Linked DNA regions of Mus musculus: region 2 is linked to region 1. A link is a contact called in public promoter capture Hi-C data. All regions are on one chromosome and are shown on one strand. The core of a region is the stretch at or near the end of the contact, and the rest is flanking DNA. Distances in the headings are between cores, read along the strand shown.

The links. Promoter capture Hi-C pulls out the DNA fragments that hold promoters and counts their contacts.
Region 2: a promoter capture Hi-C map of liver shows a contact between it and region 1, with 8 times the contacts expected there. The contact joins the promoter of 4930402H24Rik here to the promoter of Mertk in region 1. A contact is called at or near these places in 1 of 39 promoter capture datasets (liver) and 1 of 115 datasets of contacts at active chromatin or transcription factors (astrocytes).

What each region holds. Positions count from the first base shown.
Region 1 is chr2:128,695,274-128,701,108 of GRCm38.p6, forward strand. It overlaps Mertk (MER proto-oncogene tyrosine kinase), which reads left to right and starts at 3,642. Exons shown (of 19, transcript NM_008587.2): 1 at 3,642-3,830. The coding sequence starts at 3,773. It overlaps Gm39931 (a long non-coding RNA gene), which reads right to left and starts at 3,229. Exons shown (of 5, transcript XR_001783466.2): 1 at 3,141-3,229; 2 at 2,542-2,643.
Region 2 is chr2:130,837,117-130,842,951 of GRCm38.p6, forward strand. It overlaps 4930402H24Rik (RIKEN cDNA 4930402H24 gene), which reads right to left and starts at 3,029. Exons shown (of 37, transcript NM_029432.2): 1 at 2,848-3,029. The coding sequence starts at 2,930.

The DNA.
Region 1 (5,835 bases), core at 2,392-4,891:
CTAGATTTCAGCCAGTGCTGATAGGCAGCCCAAACTATGTCGCAGTGGATAAGGGAGGCTAGCTGATGGAGATGGAGGGTGGAAGGTGGGGTTAGGGGTGCACTACTGGGGGAGGGTACGCTTGTGGAACAGATGCAGGAGTAAATTATAGGTCCTGACTAAGAACAATGCTGAAAATAGCAAGAGGCAGAGGTTAGGAGGCTACAGAGCAGGTTCCAGTTTAGAGTGATGTCATGGGCCTGGGACTTAACAAGCACAACAAGCCCTGGGTTTGATCCTCAGCTCCACACAAAGCCAGGTAGAGTGGTACACATCTGTAATCCTAGCACTAGAGAAATGAGGCACAAGGACCTGAAATTCAAGGTCATCTTCAACTATAAAGCAAACTTGAATAGAATTTAAGATGCAGGAGAGCCTATCTCAAAGAAAGGGAGAGGTGTCATTCATTGAAGCATGTCTTAACCTTTCATGAATGGTCTGGCACAATTAGGTCTTCGATTGAAAGTCTCCAGCCATGTCACCGATATATTAAACATGGCTAATAAATAGATTATGCTCACACTTTATGTTGGTTATAAGCAGCTAAACTTGAATCAATAGAAGTTATCCTCTCTGGCCCTGAATAAACAATGCTGCAGGCCCTGGATAATCTCTCCTTTGGCTAGTTAATAAACAGTAGATCTAGCTGTTGGGTGTTGATGTATGCCTTTAATCCCAGTACTTGGGAGGCAGGGACAGGTGGATCTCTGAGTTCGAGGCTAGCCTAGTCTACAGAGCCAGTTCCAGGACAGCCAGATCTGCACAGAGAAATGCTTTGTTGAAAAATCAAAAAAACAAAACAAAAAACCCCCCCAAAAAACAAACAACAATAATAATGAAGAAACAACAGTAGCTCTAAAGCTCTAGGCTACAGAGTGTCACTGAGATATGGGTTCCAGGTCATTGTTGCCCTGCTAAAATTGCATGAATGCTGTCCACTGGGTACTCTACAAACATGGAAATAGATATAGAAAATAGAGTCTGATTCTATTTTTTCTCACATTTCTCTTCACATAGTTTGGTAAAAAGAAATGCAGTGATAAAATTACAATTTCATTTGGATGTATAGTAAGTAACGCTATATGCCGGCATGCAGCTTTTAAATTTTAGCTCTGTTTGCATGTTTGTGGAGGTGTGCAAGCATAACTGCAAGCTCTTTGACACATCTCTCATGAAGAGTTTATGGTGTGCGGCTTCAAGTATGGCTTGACATTGCTTTCACCCTGAGAGCCACTTGACCTCTGGCTAGGTCACTCAGCACCACACAGCAGCGGTCTACCTTGCTCACTGGATTGCTCACTCTTGGAGCTCTGAGCTCCCATGCCAGACTTCCTCTAAGCTTGTCTAGATCCTTTGGTCCAAAGTCCTTGTCTCCAAATCATGCCAGTGCAGGCAGCAGCTATGTAAATGAACTAACCTTTAGTTCAGGGCTTGGCTGGTTATGTAAAGGGCTGGATTATATGGCTTTGTGAACCATACAATCTCTGTAACGACTATTCTGCTCTGCCACTTCAGCACAAAACCACAGAGATAATATTGCCTATGATGGCTGTGTTCCAGTACTGCAGATGTACAAAGCCAGGCCACAGATTCTCAGGTCCCTTCCCGCTGGGGTCACTCCAGGTGCTAGATACTCAAGGTCACAGACAGAGAGGCCACAGAGAAAAGACAATCCATTTCCTCTGTCCAAATCTATGAATCTAATAAAATGGCCAGTGCTTCATTCCTACTGCATTGGTAGTAGCCTATAAAACAGTACTGTACAAGGGAGGCCCCATTAACAAAGACAGATTTGCGGCTGGAAAGTTGGCTCAGTGCTTAAGAGCACTTGTTGCTCTTGCAGAGGACCAGTGTTAAATTCACAGTACCCAACTGGTAGCTCACAAGTATCTGCAACTACATTCTAGGAGACCCAACACCCTCTTCAGACCTCCATGGGTACCCCAGCATACACATGAATGCAGTCAAAACACCCATACACATAAAACTAAAGTAATTAACCAGAAAGAAAAAAAGTCACATTTGTGTTGAACATGGTAGCACACACCTTTAATTCTATCTAGCACATGGAAGTCAGAGCAGATAGATCTCTGTGAGTTTGAGGCCAGTCTGGTTTACATAGTGAATTCCATTCCAGCTAGGGCTAAATAGTTAGACCTTGCCTTTAAAAGAAAAAAAAAAAGTGAGATTTAAGCAAGTCCTAGTGGCACACACGTGCAGTTCTAGCTACTAAGAAGGCTGGAATATTTGCACAACCAGGAATTCAAGTCCAGCCTAGGTAGCATAGCAAGACCCTGTCTGTCCTACGTAGATTTCTATTGTTGTGATGACCAAAAGCTACTTGGGAATTTATTTCAGCTTACAGTTGAAATGCATCATGAAGGAAAGTCAGAACAGGAATTCGAGGCAGGAACCTGGAGGCCAGAACTTAAGCACAAACCATAGAGGAACTGCTTACTGGCTTGCTCAGCTTGCTTTCTTATGCATCCCTGAATGACCTACCCGGGAATGGCACCATCCACAGTAAACTGGGCTCTTTCACATCAAGCACCAATCAAGGGTCTGTTTAATCCAGCGCTTCTGGTTTGATGTCCTCCTGCAGGGCTAGAGATGCAAGGAGCTTATTGTATCACAGTGCGTATGGGTCTGTCCTCAGTTTCAGTAATAAATACTTTAAATTTATCAGGGTGGTTTACTCTGGGCTCTAATGTGATCTTATCTCCAAAGAAAAACAAATCATTCTATTTCCTTTAAGAAAGCCTCATACGCCTTCCGTTTCTTTGAGATTCACAATCTGATGCCGTGGTTTGGGCCTCCCACCCTTTCCTGTAACAGCACTTTCTTCCATCCCTGTTTCAAACTCTTTCCTTACAGGATTCGGCTTAGTTCTCCCCGAGCTAACCTCTGGGGTGGAGGTTGCAAGATCTTGACGCCAGGGTCCGCTCTTGCACTCCGTTTCAGTAGCCAGGGGGAGGACCTGGCAAGCAGGGTGTGCTGCCACGGCGGCCACAGCCTCTGGAATGCAGCTGCTAGGACCTCTTATGCCAGTAGAGCCTGAACTGCAGAATCGCTGCCCCTCCAAAGCAGCTGGACCCACTAACCTTTAAAGGTCTTGGAGTTGCATCCGTCGCTCTCCACTAAATTCGGCCTCTACCCTTTCCAATCCCTTCTACCTACCCATACAGAGTGAGATTCCTCTGATGTAACCAAGTAGCCAGAGATCATCCTCCCGATTATTTTCTTTCTTAGCCCCCTCCCCTTCCTCTCCGTCTCTCGGTCCTTTTAGCTCAAGATGGTGGCCCTCCTTAGCTCTGTTCCATCTCCTCCAGCACCTCCCTTCCAGATTTCCTACACACTCAAGCCAGGGGTTAACCTGCTGGAGTTGACCCAAGTTCCATTCTGCCCCGCCCCTCCACCCTCCCTAGGGCTTGTCCTTGGATCCTCCCCTTCCCGCCCCCTCCTCCAGTTCCATCCTTCTTTGCTCTCTTTGCCCTTCCCCCTTCCCGCCCCTGTCCACTCCAACCTGCTGGCCCCTCCCGGGCCTGAGCCCTGGGCCCGCCTCTTCTAACTTAGGACTCCTGCGATCCCCAACTCCGCACTGCCACTCTGGCGCCTGCTGCCCGGGCGGCCGGGACTGAGGCGCTTCGCACGCGCCCTCGGCGACTGGCGAGTTTGGGACGTTGGTGGATACGTGCATCTGTCCGGAGAGAACTGCCAGATCCGCGGCCCCGCGATGGTTCTGGCCCCACTGCTACTGGGGCTGCTGCTGCTACCCGCGCTCTGGAGTGGAGGTGAGTGCAGGTTGCAGGGTCTCCGGGAGCTGCTACTCATTCCAGCGAGCCGTAGAGGGTTATGGGGGCTCCCTAGCCGGGTCTTGGGGTGCACGTCTTAGTAGAACCGATGGGAACCGAGAGCTTCCCATTACCACAGAGAAAGACCTCAAGCCCGGTTGGGCGCTCTGGGAGCAGCGAAGTTTGAGCCTTTAAGAAATGCAACTCAGGTCTGGCGTGGCATGCACCAAGAACTTTACCCTCAACACTGTCTAGCCTTGCCGAGCTTTGGCGGGGTTTCTGCGAATCATAGACCGAGGATTCCAAGGTAATTCCACGCCGTGAACCAATAAGTAGCTGCAAAAGTTGGATGTCACCGTTAGCGCGTGGCGTTGCTTGGAGGCTAGGTGTCCCGCCAGGGAAAGACTAGTTCTGGCTTCTCCCCTGGGCTCTGCTGAACATTGTGTTAGCCCTCCTTTGTAGGGACAGCCTGTCTGTGAGTGTAAGAAGCCTGCAAAAAGCCGAGGGGGACGATACGGTCCTTTCACTATTATTACTGTGGAGCGGAATCTTTTTTGTTTGGGTAGCACAAACAAGTGCTCAGACCACAAGTGCTCTCACAAGCGGTTCAATTTGACATGCTGGATTGATTAGCGCAAACAAGTATGGCAGGTTCCTCCAACAGATGACACTGAGGCACTTTGTAAAGAAGCTGCTGGGGGGAAAACAAAACAAGGTTTTTCCAAAAAGAAATAGACGCAGGAGGGGTTGGAAGACTACTATAAGCAAGCACATTTCAGGTATTGTTCCTTCAGGTATTGCTCCTGCCCTAAAAGATCTGTTTCTATTCGGAGTGTAATTTTGTCTCTTTGATCTTGAATCTGGTAGACTAAAGTTTGTCTTTTAAGGAAAGTTTGGTTTATGGTTTAGCTACAAACCTCATTTTTCCTCTCAAAGTTCATTTGCTCAAATGAGCTTTTTTTTCTTTTCTTTCCTTTTCTTTTCTTTTTCTTTTTTAAACAATTCTTTCCTTGCACATTAAATTACATAAGCAATTTGTAGTTTGAGGCAACGTGACAATTTGCAACAAACATCAACAGCCAAAAAACGAGCTAAGAACTGAGACCACTCTATTCTCCATTACTAAACCCTCAAAAGTTCCTCAGCCTTTCTGCCAGGACTGTTCTTAATAATCCGCTGAAAGTCGGGTATACTTTTGCTACTAGCCCTAGCAGGCCACGCGTCATTTTGGAGGCTGTGACTGTCATAAGCATGGGAAGAGTGATAGGAACCAAAGCTTTTGTTTGATATTTTTAAATCTATGCTTTATTTTCTTTTTGTTTTTGTTTGTTTGTTTGTTTGTTTGTTTTCGAGACAGGGCTTCTCCGTGTAGCCCTGGCTGTCCTGGAACTCACTCTGTAGACCAGCCTGGCCTTGAACTCAGAAATCCGCCTGCTTCTGCCTCCCAAGTGCTGGGATTAAAGGTGAGCGAGTGCCACCACTGCCCTGCTATGCTTTATTTTCTAAGTTTTGAAAACGTGTGATGAAGTTCTGTAGCTGACAGACATAGACAACCGTAGAAAGGCTTAAAATGCACGCTGAGAAAGAATGAAAGTTTCTCAATTTTTTTCTACCTGAATTGGAGCTGCTGAGAACGTGTTTCAGGAGTCCCAGTCTTTCCTCTCTGCTTGGCCCCTGATTTGGACCACGGTGTGGGGGGAGGAGGGAAAGGGGGCGACCGAGCTGTATAAGGGGCACACAGTGTCCCTAGGGAGGGTCAGATAGGGAAAGAGGATGAAGGAGAAGTTTGAAAGTGCATAAAAATGAAGCCAGTCTGGTGACTTCATCTGTGACTAAGATGTGTGAACCCTGAGAACAAACCCGGCTTTTAAAATGGTCGATTTTTTTAATTTTTGGTTTTTGGTTTTTCGAGACAGGGTTTCTCTGTGCAGCCCTGGCTGTCCTGGAACTCACTCTGTAGACCAGCCTGGCCTCGAATTCAGAAATTTGCCTGCCTCTGCCTCCC
Region 2 (5,835 bases), core at 1,779-4,278, 2.1 Mb after region 1:
CAGGGAAATCACCACAAGTTCAAGGTGAGCTCAGACAACACAGCACGTTCCAGGCCAGCCAGGGCTCCATAGCAAGACAGACAGACAGACTGACAGAGACAGTGACAGAGAGACAGAGACAGAGATGGCAGGTAGTATTCTGGGGATGCATTTTTATGATAAAGTTGCTTCTCCACATCCAAGGCTCAAAGTATTCAAAGCAAGGGTTGGCAAAATAGCTCAGTGGGTAAAGGAGTTTGTCACCAAGACTGATGGCATGAATTGGATCCCTGAGGCAAACATTCACACATGATGGAAGGAAAAGAAAGATGAAAGAATAAAGTTATCCTCTGACTGTTACATGTGCTCTGGGACACACACACACACACAGACACATACATACACATACTTTTGGTTAAACAAATAAAAATGTGGAGATGGCCCAGCAGTTAAGAGCATGTACCCTCTTGTAGAGGACCTGAGATCAGGTCCCAGCACCCATGTCAGGGGACCCACAACTGCCTGTAACTCCAGTTCTAGAGAATCTGACGCCCTCTTCTGGACCCACTGGGAATCTGCATTCACCTGGGCTTTCCTTATACACAGTACGCTCACAGAAATAATCTAAAATGAACTACTTTAAAATACAATTCTTTTTAAAATTTAAATAGATTCCCGAGCTTATGATGGGGATACAGTTCAGAGGCAGAGCATTTGGTTACCATGTTCACGGCTCTGGGTTCCATCCCCAGCACCACATCAAACAAATGTGGCACCGGACACACACACACAGGCAGACAGGCAGACACACACATCCCTCCAGAGAGGTTTATCGCCAGGCTGCTCAAAGTTCTAATGCATCCTGTTTAAATTTCATACAAAGCTGAAATACTTTCAGTGATCCTCTCTGGCCGAAGGATTGAGAAAGGATGGAGACTGTTCCCATGAGCAGCTACACACTACAAACTGTAAACCCCAGAAAGAATTCCTGTTGGGGGCAGAGAAATCCACACAGTGTCAAAGTAGAAGCAAACCAGGTCTCCCAGATGCATTGTTTCATTACTATCTCATTGCTTTTCTTCCTTCACGGCTTAGTCATTCAATAAACACATTGCCAGAGTATATGAAGGAGTCCTGAGAAATGAAGAATGAGAATTAGTTTTGGGGCCTGCAGAATGGCTCAGTGGGTAAAGGCACTTGGCTGCCAAGAGACCTGGCTGAGTCCAATCCTGGTGACCCACATAGGAGAAAGGGAAGAAAAGACTCCTGGCAAGGTGTCCTCTGACCTTCATACTCCCAGTGGCAAGCACAGTGAGTCTCTCTCTCTCACATATACATACACACTACATATATACACACACAATACACACACATAAAACACATACACACACACAATACATGCATCTACACACACAAACACAGACACAATTTAAAAATAAAAAAGAAGCCAAGCAAAGTGGCTCATATCTTTAATCCCAGCACTGAGAAGCAAGTGGATCTGTGAGTTCAAAACCAGTCAGGCCTACAAAGTGAGTCTCTGTCTTAGGAAAAAAAAAGTCATTTTCATTCTTCATAGTTTTGATAAAAGACAACAAAACTCTACAAAACACAAGGCTAGATGTGCTATAGCACTTGTCCAGCAAAAGCAATGTATTGGGATTTGACCCTCAATACTAGAAAGAAACACACACACACAGACAGAGAGAGAGAGAAGAGAGAGACAGACATGAGAGAGGAGAGAGAGAGAGAGAGAGAGAGAGAACACAATACAACACTCAATCAAGAACACAGAAAAAGCCGGCCAGACACGGTGGCACAGACTCAGCATTCAGGAGGCAGAGGCAGGTGGATCTTTTCGGGTTCAAGGTCAGCCTGGTCTACAGTGAGACCCGGTCTCAATTAAAAAAAAAAAAAAAGACAGAAAATAGGATAAGCTATTCTAATATTAGTTGACAACCCCCACTCAAGGGAACAATAGCATATTGCTTTGCCAAATGGCTGCAAGTAAGCAAACAAAAAAGGCCTCTTCTGGTTTAATGACAGGTTAGCAGTACCCAAACCCCAATGACTCCTCCCTTCCCTTTCTTATAGGCTCCTACTGCAACACCTCCACCACTCCAACCTCCGCGTTTCTCTGGCAGCCGCATACTAGCTCCTTCACAAACAAAGCCCGGACGGCTATCAAGGTCAGCCCCAAAGACAGAGAGCAGAAATTGGAAACAGATCTTCTGTATGGAAAAGGGCAGGGCAGCACTCCCTAATATCAACTCCCCTTCCAGTCCACCCGCACTCCTTATCACGAACCTAGTGTCAGCCGCTCTGGGGGGTTCCGAGCCTCCTTTTCCCTCTCCATCCAGTTTCCTTTTTCTTCCTGCGCCCCCAATGACCTTCAAGCCCCTGAAACAGGTGCTCCCCAAGGGAAAGGGGTTGGATGCAGTGGCCAGGGACAGGTGAGCGGAGTTCCCTGTACACGCAGGGGACTGGAAACTCTATAATCGAGCGGCAGTCTGGGGCAAAGGGTCTGGACACCTAGGAGCAAAGGGGTTTACGCGGCAGTTTCGGGAGCTCCACTCGCGTGAACACAGGGCCTCTAGCGGTGGGCTGTCGGTGGGGAAGGTTTAAGGGAAAACCGGTCCATGGGGTGGGGATGTCACAATGGGGTCTTCCCGGAAACCGCAGTGGGTTGTCGAGCTACAGACATAGCAGGGTCCCTCCAGAAGGCCGCCTGTCCCTGGGCAAACGTTCTTCTCAGAGCCGTTTGAAACAATCCTCCGCAAGGAAGCCATATCAGACCACGCCCTGCCGCCCGAGGCGTAGCCGCCCCAAGGCGCATCCCGGGCCACCCTCGGCTGTCTCGACGCGGCATACCTGACGGAGGCCGCCCCACTGCCAAAGGTGCCAGCGAAGCGCGCGGGGGACAGCCCCAGCTGCTGGGGGTCGAACGAGTCCATGGAGGCTGGCGGCGTAGGACCTGGGGGCCGCGGAGGGTCGCTGGGGCCGGCACCGCTGCGGGCCAGCGGCAGGGCGGAGCGAGGGTGCGCCAAGGGGGCGGGGTCGGCGCGCGCGGGCACGCGGGGGCGGGGCGGGAGCGCGCGCAGCGGGGGCGTCAGTGTGAGTCCGGCCCAGCGCCGCACCGTGCTGCGGAGGAGCCAGACGGACTTGGGGTGCGGGCCGCCAGGCGCAGGCTCCGGGACACCACACCTCCGGGCCCTAAGGTCTCTCAGTGCGGTGAGGGTTCTGCGGGAGCTACAGCCACGCTCGCGGACGCGCCCGGGGCGGGGTCTCGCTCCCGCGAGGGCCGGGCTAGGCTTCTTCTGGTCTGTATTTGGCTTTATCTCTAGGTGTCCTGGACCGCTGCCTGGCTACAGTTATCTGTTTCACATCAGTTGCCTATCCATCCTTGGAACGTTCGGCCCCTTAGCGATGCGGCCTGTTGAGAGCACTGGCATCAGTGTGCTCACAGTATCCCAGGAGACGCCTGCCTTTGCAGTTCAGAGTCTGGATAGAATTGTTTCCAGCTGTGGGTCGGTGGGCCAGAAAAAATCTCAGAGCCCAAGTTCCTTCCTGCATAAAGTGGAGAGTTGCTTACTATATACAAGGTCTACTTTAGCATCACATATCGACCTTGTCAAGATGTCCTACGTGTCCTAAATTCATCTTTTCATGGTAAATTATAACACCACAAGACTAGTTTCCCTGCTACAATGATCAGCCTTTGAATTATTTATAAATAGTACTGGCTGAAAAAAATCCTTCTTCCACTCATAAAGATTTTAACAATCCCCAAGGTATCTCTTGCAGGTTTGAAAAAGAGAAGGAACTAAAATGCTTATTTTTATACTTAAAGGAAAATAAAATTTTGCCTTCAGACCCAACTCGTGAATGTGTAACCATTGTTTAGAGGTAACCAACACAGTATCTGAAAATCAGCCAATCAGAGACAGCCTCTCTTCAGGGGCTTCCAAATCAGCCAGTTATCAACAGCTTCTGAAACCCAGCTAATCATTGACAGCAGCCCAATCAGCAGCGCAATGACCAGGCTTCCGAATGAAAGAGCCTTTCTTAGCTGCTTTGTTCTGTAGACCACTGTTAACAGCCAGGAGACTGTAAATTGCTAAACAGTCAATTTATTGAAACACCTCGAGCTTTTACGCACCCAGTCATTATATACATCTCCAGCTCTGTTAATCAGCTTTGAGAATACATCTTTTCTCTACAAGCAAATGTGATATTCACCTTCTTCCTTCCTCCTCCATTTGGTATGTTTTATGTAGCCTAGGCTGACCTTGAACCCCTGAACTTGAACCCTTGAACTCTTGCTTCAACCTCCTAAATTCTGAGATTACAGGCCTGCATCATCATGTCCAGATGGAAGGCTACTACAATTTGTAGCACAGAACAAAATTGTGTGCCTTTGGTTGCTTGGCCAATGTCGTGGTATGCAGATATCACATCTTTTGTATTCATTTATCAGTTAATGAATATAGAAGCTTTTTTCCACACTTTCTGTGCCTTAGCTTAATGCCAATATGACCAAATACCGAAAGTTTTTGTGTAGACATGTTTTTAATTCTCCTGTATATGTAGTATACTCCTAGAAGTGTACTGCTTGATTATACTGAAAGTCTGTGTTTAATAATTTGAGGCATCTTTTTGTTTTCCAAAAAAGCTGCACCATTTATATTCACATTACCTAGGTGAGAGAGTCCCAATTGTTCCACGCGTTTCCAAACATTTAATATCTATCTTTGGATCGTAGTCATCTTACTGGATATGAGGCTGTAGTTTCCTTATGGTCATTTTTTCATGTGCTATTGGAGAGAAATAGTGTAAATGAGAATTCCTGGAAAAAAAAAAGCTGTGTCTGCAAAACTGATTGAAAACTGATCTTATTGGCCAGGTGTAACAAGTTCATGTTCCCAGGCTTAGGAACACACACGCACCCCACTTCTCTCCAAATGTCTTCTTAATTGTCTCTTAACTGAATATAGAATATAGAAATCGCTGTTATCTGAACCAAGGTGCATAAGTTGGAAAAACACATAACCAGTTGTCTGTTATGCCCTAATTAACTACACGCAGCTGACCCACTCCTTTGTCCTCTTACCACTCTGAGCTCCAGACCTAACGTCTAGGAAAATGAATTAAGAACCTTGAAGCCAGGTGCCCTGGATACAGCCCAGTCTCCAAGGGGTACTCCCTTACTTAACCCGTAATGTCAGAGTACAACTGGATAACACTGCAGCCCCACTCAGCTCCCCCCTCAATTTATGTTCCCATTTTTGAAAAACATTGTACGGTCTCCCTTCAGGACAAAGTTTACATCCTGAGCTGGCCACTTCTCTGGGCACTCAGAGAATAAAGCTTTCATGTTTAAGCTTCTGTCTCTGAAGTGAGTTTTCGCAGCTTCTACCCCGAACCCAACATAAGAAGAAGTAACCAGATGTGCCACTGTTTACTGAATTGTGGTCTGCAGCCAATGAGCAGCTAGATAGGGGTGTGGAAAGAGCATGGTTGAAAGAAAAACTGAAGAGAAAGGCATCTGGAGAAGTATTTGGATAGCTCTCTCCAAATGCACAAAAAAATTGAAGATAATTATATCTCATGAATTTTTTTGTTTTGTTTTGTTTTTTGAGACACAGTTTCTCTGTAAAGCCCTGGCTGTCCTGGAACTCACTTTGTAAGACCAGGCTGGCCTCGAAATCAGAAATCCACCTGCCTCTGCCTCCTGAGTGCTGGGATTAAAGGCGTGTGCCACCATGTCCGGCGTGATTTTTTTTTTTTTTCATTGAGACAGGTTTCTCTGTGTAGCCCTGACTGTCCTGGAACTTGCTCTGTAGATTAGGCTGGCCTGGA